Regions from separate parts of the Gossypium hirsutum genome. Here region 1 is linked to region 2. Evidence: chromatin contacts called from public Hi-C data. All regions are on one chromosome and are shown on one strand. Each heading gives the region's core, a stretch centred on a gene start, on an enhancer-like site or on the middle of the called end of the contact. The rest is flanking DNA. Distances are from core to core; before and after follow the strand shown. Region 1 holds the start of LOC107910706. Region 2 has its middle 21 kb from the start of LOC107910710.

Region 1 (3,088 bases), core at 492-2,991, 390 kb after region 2:
TCTATATTAGGAGTTAGATTGCATTTTTTCTCCCTCTACTAAAAATAGATAAATTAGTCCTTATACGTTAAATCAAAGAGCAAATTGGTCATTTCTGCTAAAAAATTCTGTTATTTGTACGGTTAAAAACTTACGTGGTTGACTGAACAACTAGAAAGTGACACGTGACGTGCTATGTGTACCTTATGTTGATGTACAATGACTAGTTTTTAATAGAAGAATTGGATGGAATTTTTAATAGAACGACCATTTTGCATTTAATCTAATGTCCAAGGATTAATTTGTCCATCTTTTAAGTAGGGGAGACAAAATTTAAATTCACCCTTGATATAAGGGTGTCCATGTCATTTTACTTATAAAAGTATGAAAAGACAAAATGGCATCACAATAATATTATAGTTTAAAATAAAGATATTTCTATAATTTCATTACCGAGTTGATGACAGTAACACTAACTTCGCCAAATGTTTAAATATTAAATAGTGAAAATTTTTATATAGAGGAGTTATAAATATTTAAAATTTTTAAATATATATAATACCATGAATATGATGATTGCACAAAATACAAATACATATCTTTTCAGTTTTTTTTTATATTTATGAATTATAACAAATACAATATAATTATAAATATAAGTATAAGTAATTACAAGTATTAAATTATTATAGACGAACTATACAATTAAATTATTATAATCTAAACAAATTAAAAACTGATATAGTTCAAACTAAAACCAATTAGGACTAACTGGACCAAAACTCTCATTATGAAACTTAAAAACTCGCGTATATAAATTAGGCATGAACTATATTTTAAATTGACATAGACGTCGTTATACATCGTTTACATCAAAATTAATAGACGTGAATGAAGGTCACGTGCATGGCACCGACCAATAATGGACCGGAAATTCTCATCAAGACTGGCTGGCCTGCTGCCACGTATACCAATCCCTTCAGGTCTTGCACTGTATTATCACATAAAATATTTAATATTTTACTCCTATTTTCTATTTATGTGTTGTTCTTGCATGAGGTGGTCATAAAATAGTCTTGGGTCCCGCCAAGTGGGATACGTGTATTGCTAGGATTCTTTCAAGTCCCTTTCAAACCAGACCAACATCTTAGATGGAGGGAATGATCAACGGCTGGTATCTCCTCACCGGTTATTTCTAATTATTCGATCCAACGGTGTAAATCGAATTGACGGCTGCCGCCCAACAGTGTTTCCCAAGTCTTGAACTGTCGGTAAATTAGGAGTCTGTGGTAACATTTTTATTATAAAGAAAATGAAAAAAGTAAAGGACAAAGTATGTTACTAGTCCCTGCTTTTCTATAAATTTTGATATTTACTCCCTATATTTTAAAATTTAAAAGTTCAATTCTCTTACTTTTTCAATTTAAAAATCTTAATCCAATAATTATCATATGCTAAAATGTTTATTTTCATTTTATTTTCACTCATATGATATGTCACATGAGGGCAACTTAATCAACATGCTAAATTGGTAAATTTTGACAAAAAAAATACTTACTATTTTAATGATTGGATTGAGATTTTTAGATCAAAACAGTTAAAGGGCTTAATTTCTAACCTTTTAAGTATACAAAATAAATCTCAAATTTTATCAAAAGTATAGGGCCTAACAGACAATTTTAACGAAAAGTAAATTACAATAAAAAAATAAAGTAGCCGTTGGAGACGTGGAGTTTATTACTTGTATAAAAAGAGGCACAGACTTTTAAACACATGAAAGTCTGGAAGAAAAGTAGAATAAATTAAAAATCCAAACCATTTCGGATCCCTCTGGGATCGAAATCGATTTTGTATCTATTTTCTGTTTATCAATAGCATTTCCTAACCAATATTCTTTTTCTTTTTTACTTTTCATTGAGAAAATCTGTAAAGATTTCCTCTGAAATATATATATCTTGAGCATGTTTTTGGCTTCAGGCTTTTGATCATATTATTTCGAAGATCATCGCCTCTTTTTGTTTGATATTGAAAAAGCTTGTTCGTTGTTTGCCAAAGCAAAACCCAGTAGTATTATGGATGGGATTTTCTTGTCATCTTCAGCTGAGAAATCTGTTTCTCCAAACAAGCAACTCAAGAACATTCCAAGGAGACATAGTAGTGGAGCTCACACAAGCATCATCCATGGGGGGGGAGGAGGCCTCTTTTTGGCTCCTCCACCGTCTCTTTCCTTCTCTTATCCATTCTATCAGGCTCAGCATCAACCACCTCTCCTTCCACTTCCACTCCCTAATAAACCTCTTCATACGTCGCTCCCTTCTCGAACCCCACCCCTTTCATCTTCTCCATCTAACCTCAAAAGCAACAGATACAAAGACCAATCTCTGACCCCTCCAAAGAGATCAAAATCGAAGCAACTCAGTGGCAAATCAGTAGGAGAGCCAAAGAAACTTCAAACCAGACCAACGGAGGGAAAAAAAGCACAAGGTGCAATTAGTAAGCCCTTTGTCATGGCATCAGGAGGACCCCAGGCGGCTGCGAGAGATTTGGAGAGGCTTTCAAGTTCTATCTTTACACTCTCTCCACCACCTAGCAGCTTGCCTTTGCCCAGCTTTTCGCTTAGACCAAAGCTTGGCTGCAAGGCTGAAGCTGGTGGAGGAGTCGATGATGGAGCCACTGACAATCTCCGACGACTCCTACGTCTCCCTTGAAGGGTCTTTTCCGTAAATAAAGGCGTGAACAATAATTAAGGGTAAGCAGTAACTTCTGTTCTTCCTTTTTCTAGTTTTTCTCCTTAATTGTCTCATGTCATGGGAAATTATAAAGATACCTCATAGTTTTTTTGAGCTGAGGTGCAGGAATAAAAGAAAAACTAGAGTGGATAAGAAGTGTGCTTGCTTCTGAGTTCTAAGGCTTTGGGTCAATAGTTTGTTCAACTTTTTCCATTTTCTTTTATAGCGTATTAAGTATATTGTAATTTAGATCCTATGCTGATCATAATGCGATCACCGCCTTGTTTTTGAATCGGGGGTGAACATATAAAAGCTATATGTGTAAGGCTTTGCCATTTTCTTGTGTTTGATAATCTTAAGGCTGTTTCTGAACAGACGAT
Region 2 (2,820 bases), core at 57-2,556:
TTAAACAAAGATATATTATTATCTTCACTAACTGTTTGATTCATAAATTATATCTATTTAATAGAGTTTTCTTATATAAAATAATTAAATTGTTAATTTTATGTAAAAATTATTAAGTGATATATATTAATTAACAAAAATATATTCTATTATTTATTATATTATATTGATAATTAAATAATTTTTATCTTTTTTTTAAAAAAAATTTATAAACCTAATACTCATATTTCAAAATCTAAATAATGTATCAATTATTATTCAAAGTCAATAAACAAATTATAGCCCAAACTTCAAGTCTAAAATAAAAAGAAATTAAATCCAATAGCCAAATACAATTTGTAAAAATTAATATATTATATTTCTAATAATATTTTATATATTACTAGTTGCAGAGATATAAAAATATTTAAAAATATTATTTTTACTTGCTTTTAGAATAAATAGTTGTAGTTGAAAATTATACAAGATATATAATTTCTTCAATGGTGGAAAAATAGACATTCTCACATAAATGAATATAAATTATCTTAAAATCATTATTTACTATGCTAAAATAAAATCTTAAGTATTAGATATACCTAATATTGTTTTGTTTTATCTTCTTGCAAACTATGTCGAAAAACTTGGTCGGTGACGATGGTGATCTTATCTCGAATGAAGATCGAAACACCAAAAAGGTGCGATTTAAGGATACAAGCTGTGAGATGGTAGTGGATCTAATCCCTACACCAGTACCATCCTGGAAGGACAAGATGTTGGGGAAAACTTTGCCTGCTTCTACAGACGAAGTAGAATTGAATTTCCAGGAGTGAGATATCATGAAGACTACGGCGAATGGTATACCAACGATAAAAATTTCCGAAAGGATAAAGCAACTATTGGTGAAGGGTATGGCAACTATAGCAGTTGTGAAATTACTAGGAAGGAACCTGGCATATAGCACCCTTCATAACAGAATACTCAATCTATGGAAACCATCACTCTCGTTTCAGCTTATGGGTGTTGAAAACAGATACTTCTTGGTTAAATTTCAAGGCAGGGAGGACTACGAAAAGGTTCTAACTTAGGGTCCATGGGTGATTTTCTGCCAATACCTCACGGTTCAACCATGGACACCAGAATTTAATCCCCTCAATTTTTGTCAACTTGGACAAACCCTTAATTTCTCAAATCCCGATGAACGGTAAGCAATAGAGAATTGAATATGAAAATTTCCCGCTGTATATTTCTCGCGTGACAGGTATGGACATGTGCGTGACCTCTGTCCTTCCAATGGGCCGGAGAAGGGTCGCGGCGAGAGTAAAGAGGGTTCAACGGCGGTCGCTCCAGAGAAGGAAAAATCAGTGGAGGCGTCGGAATCCTTCAGACCATGGATGCTTGTCGAGAGAAAATCACGGCGAAATCAAGGCTCCAATGCTTCTTTGGCTGCGAAATTTCAGGGCAAAAATGGAGAAGGATCTCGATTTAATGCCCTATCTTTAGTACAATCAAAGAGCATTGAAAATGGGGAGATCGGTGCAGATTTTTCGGGGGTCATCTTTAAAAGAGGGAATTTTTAAAGATTAAAGATGGGGTTAGCAGGGATAATTCCCATAATTATGGGCTGAAAAATGAGCATATTTTTTCAAGAGCTGCGAGCCAGGCCAGGGTTGGAAAAGATCAACGTGGGTCCTTGAAAGCTGGAAATGGGTTGTCCATTGGCTTAAATGCTGGGCCAATAAGTGTGCCCACTTCTAATTCGAATGGAGGAAATTATTTTCAACAAAAAATCAATAGCGTGATGACAGAACCCACGCTCCAAGATTTCAATCCTGCTCAGGCCCAGATTAATAATAAGGAAACAGCGCTCAATGGTCCCAATTCAGTAAGGCCAGTTGGGCTGATAAAGCATTGAAGGGCCCAATTCAGCTGACGGATACTGGGAGCGGTTTAAATAATTTGCCTTTGGGGAAGCAAACCTTTCAAGATGCGAATCCAGTGTCTGAAAGAGCTGGGCAAATCCATCATGCGTCGACCCAAGAAGAACATATCCAGGTTCAATCCACTATTGTTGCTGTTGAATATTGGCAATATCCCACATTAGGAAAAGATAGAAATGGAGGGGGTTTGGTTTGTTATATATAGAACCCCTCCCCCTTTGGTTGTATCATCCCAAAATCTTCTCCTTTGTAATATTTCTAGAAGAAATATTGATTTGGTAGTGTCCGAGGACGTAAGCTAAATTGGCCGAACCTCGTTAAATCTCTGGTATTTTATTTCTTATTTGTTTGCTTATATTTAATAGCTTTATGTTGGTTATATTTATTTAGTTATTATTGCTATAAATATCTAAGTGAGTTCTGTCTAGTTGTTGGGTTTTAAGCGGGACCATTTGTGACCCCTCCAATTTAACTGGGAATTTTCTTAGTATAATTGTTGGCATAATAATTATCTAAATATTTCTGATAATATTGTTATTAATATTATCGTCGCTTCCGCAACAATTGGTATCCGAGCCAAGGTTTTGTAGTATGCTCTGTGTTTGCAGCTTAGTCTGATCTTACACATCAGAAACATTTCCTAAAGCTTGTGGGTATTCTGCATTTGGTGGCTATTAAGTAGAAGCTATGGCAAAAATGACAGAAGAAAAACCATCCATATCAACAACTTCCACTTCGTACATTTTGCCGAGGATTGGAACTGCAAATACGAGATTTGTAGTGGAAATTTTTGATGGAACAGGTCATTTCGGCATGTGGCAAAGTGAGCTTCTAGATGCCCTCTTTCAACAGGGTCTAGATATTGCCATTGAGGAAGAAAAACCAGAAGGGGTTGATGATA

Evidence for each region. Hi-C and Micro-C count contacts between places; a contact is called where the count stands out from the background.
Region 1: a contact with region 2 is called in a Hi-C map of hypocotyl, with 4 times the contacts expected there. The contact joins the promoter of LOC107910706 here to the enhancer-like site in region 2. A contact is called at or near these places in 6 of 34 Hi-C or Micro-C datasets (callus, hypocotyl and leaf).

What each region holds. Positions count from the first base shown.
Region 1 is chrD02:23,203,379-23,206,466 of Gossypium_hirsutum_v2.1, forward strand. It overlaps LOC107910706, which reads left to right and starts at 1,742. Exons shown (of 2, transcript XM_016838666.2): 1 at 1,742-2,728; 2 at 2,835-3,080. The coding sequence starts at 2,052. The coding sequence ends at 2,687.
Region 2 is chrD02:22,818,380-22,821,199 of Gossypium_hirsutum_v2.1, forward strand. No RefSeq gene overlaps it. Among protein-coding and RNA genes, the nearest start is that of LOC107910710, 21 kb to the left of the region's middle. Within about 2 kb of position 1,307, at least 9 of the 9 cell types and tissues checked have an H3K27ac peak or open chromatin away from gene starts, as enhancers often do. A contact at or near this core is called in hypocotyl and leaf, where this site is marked.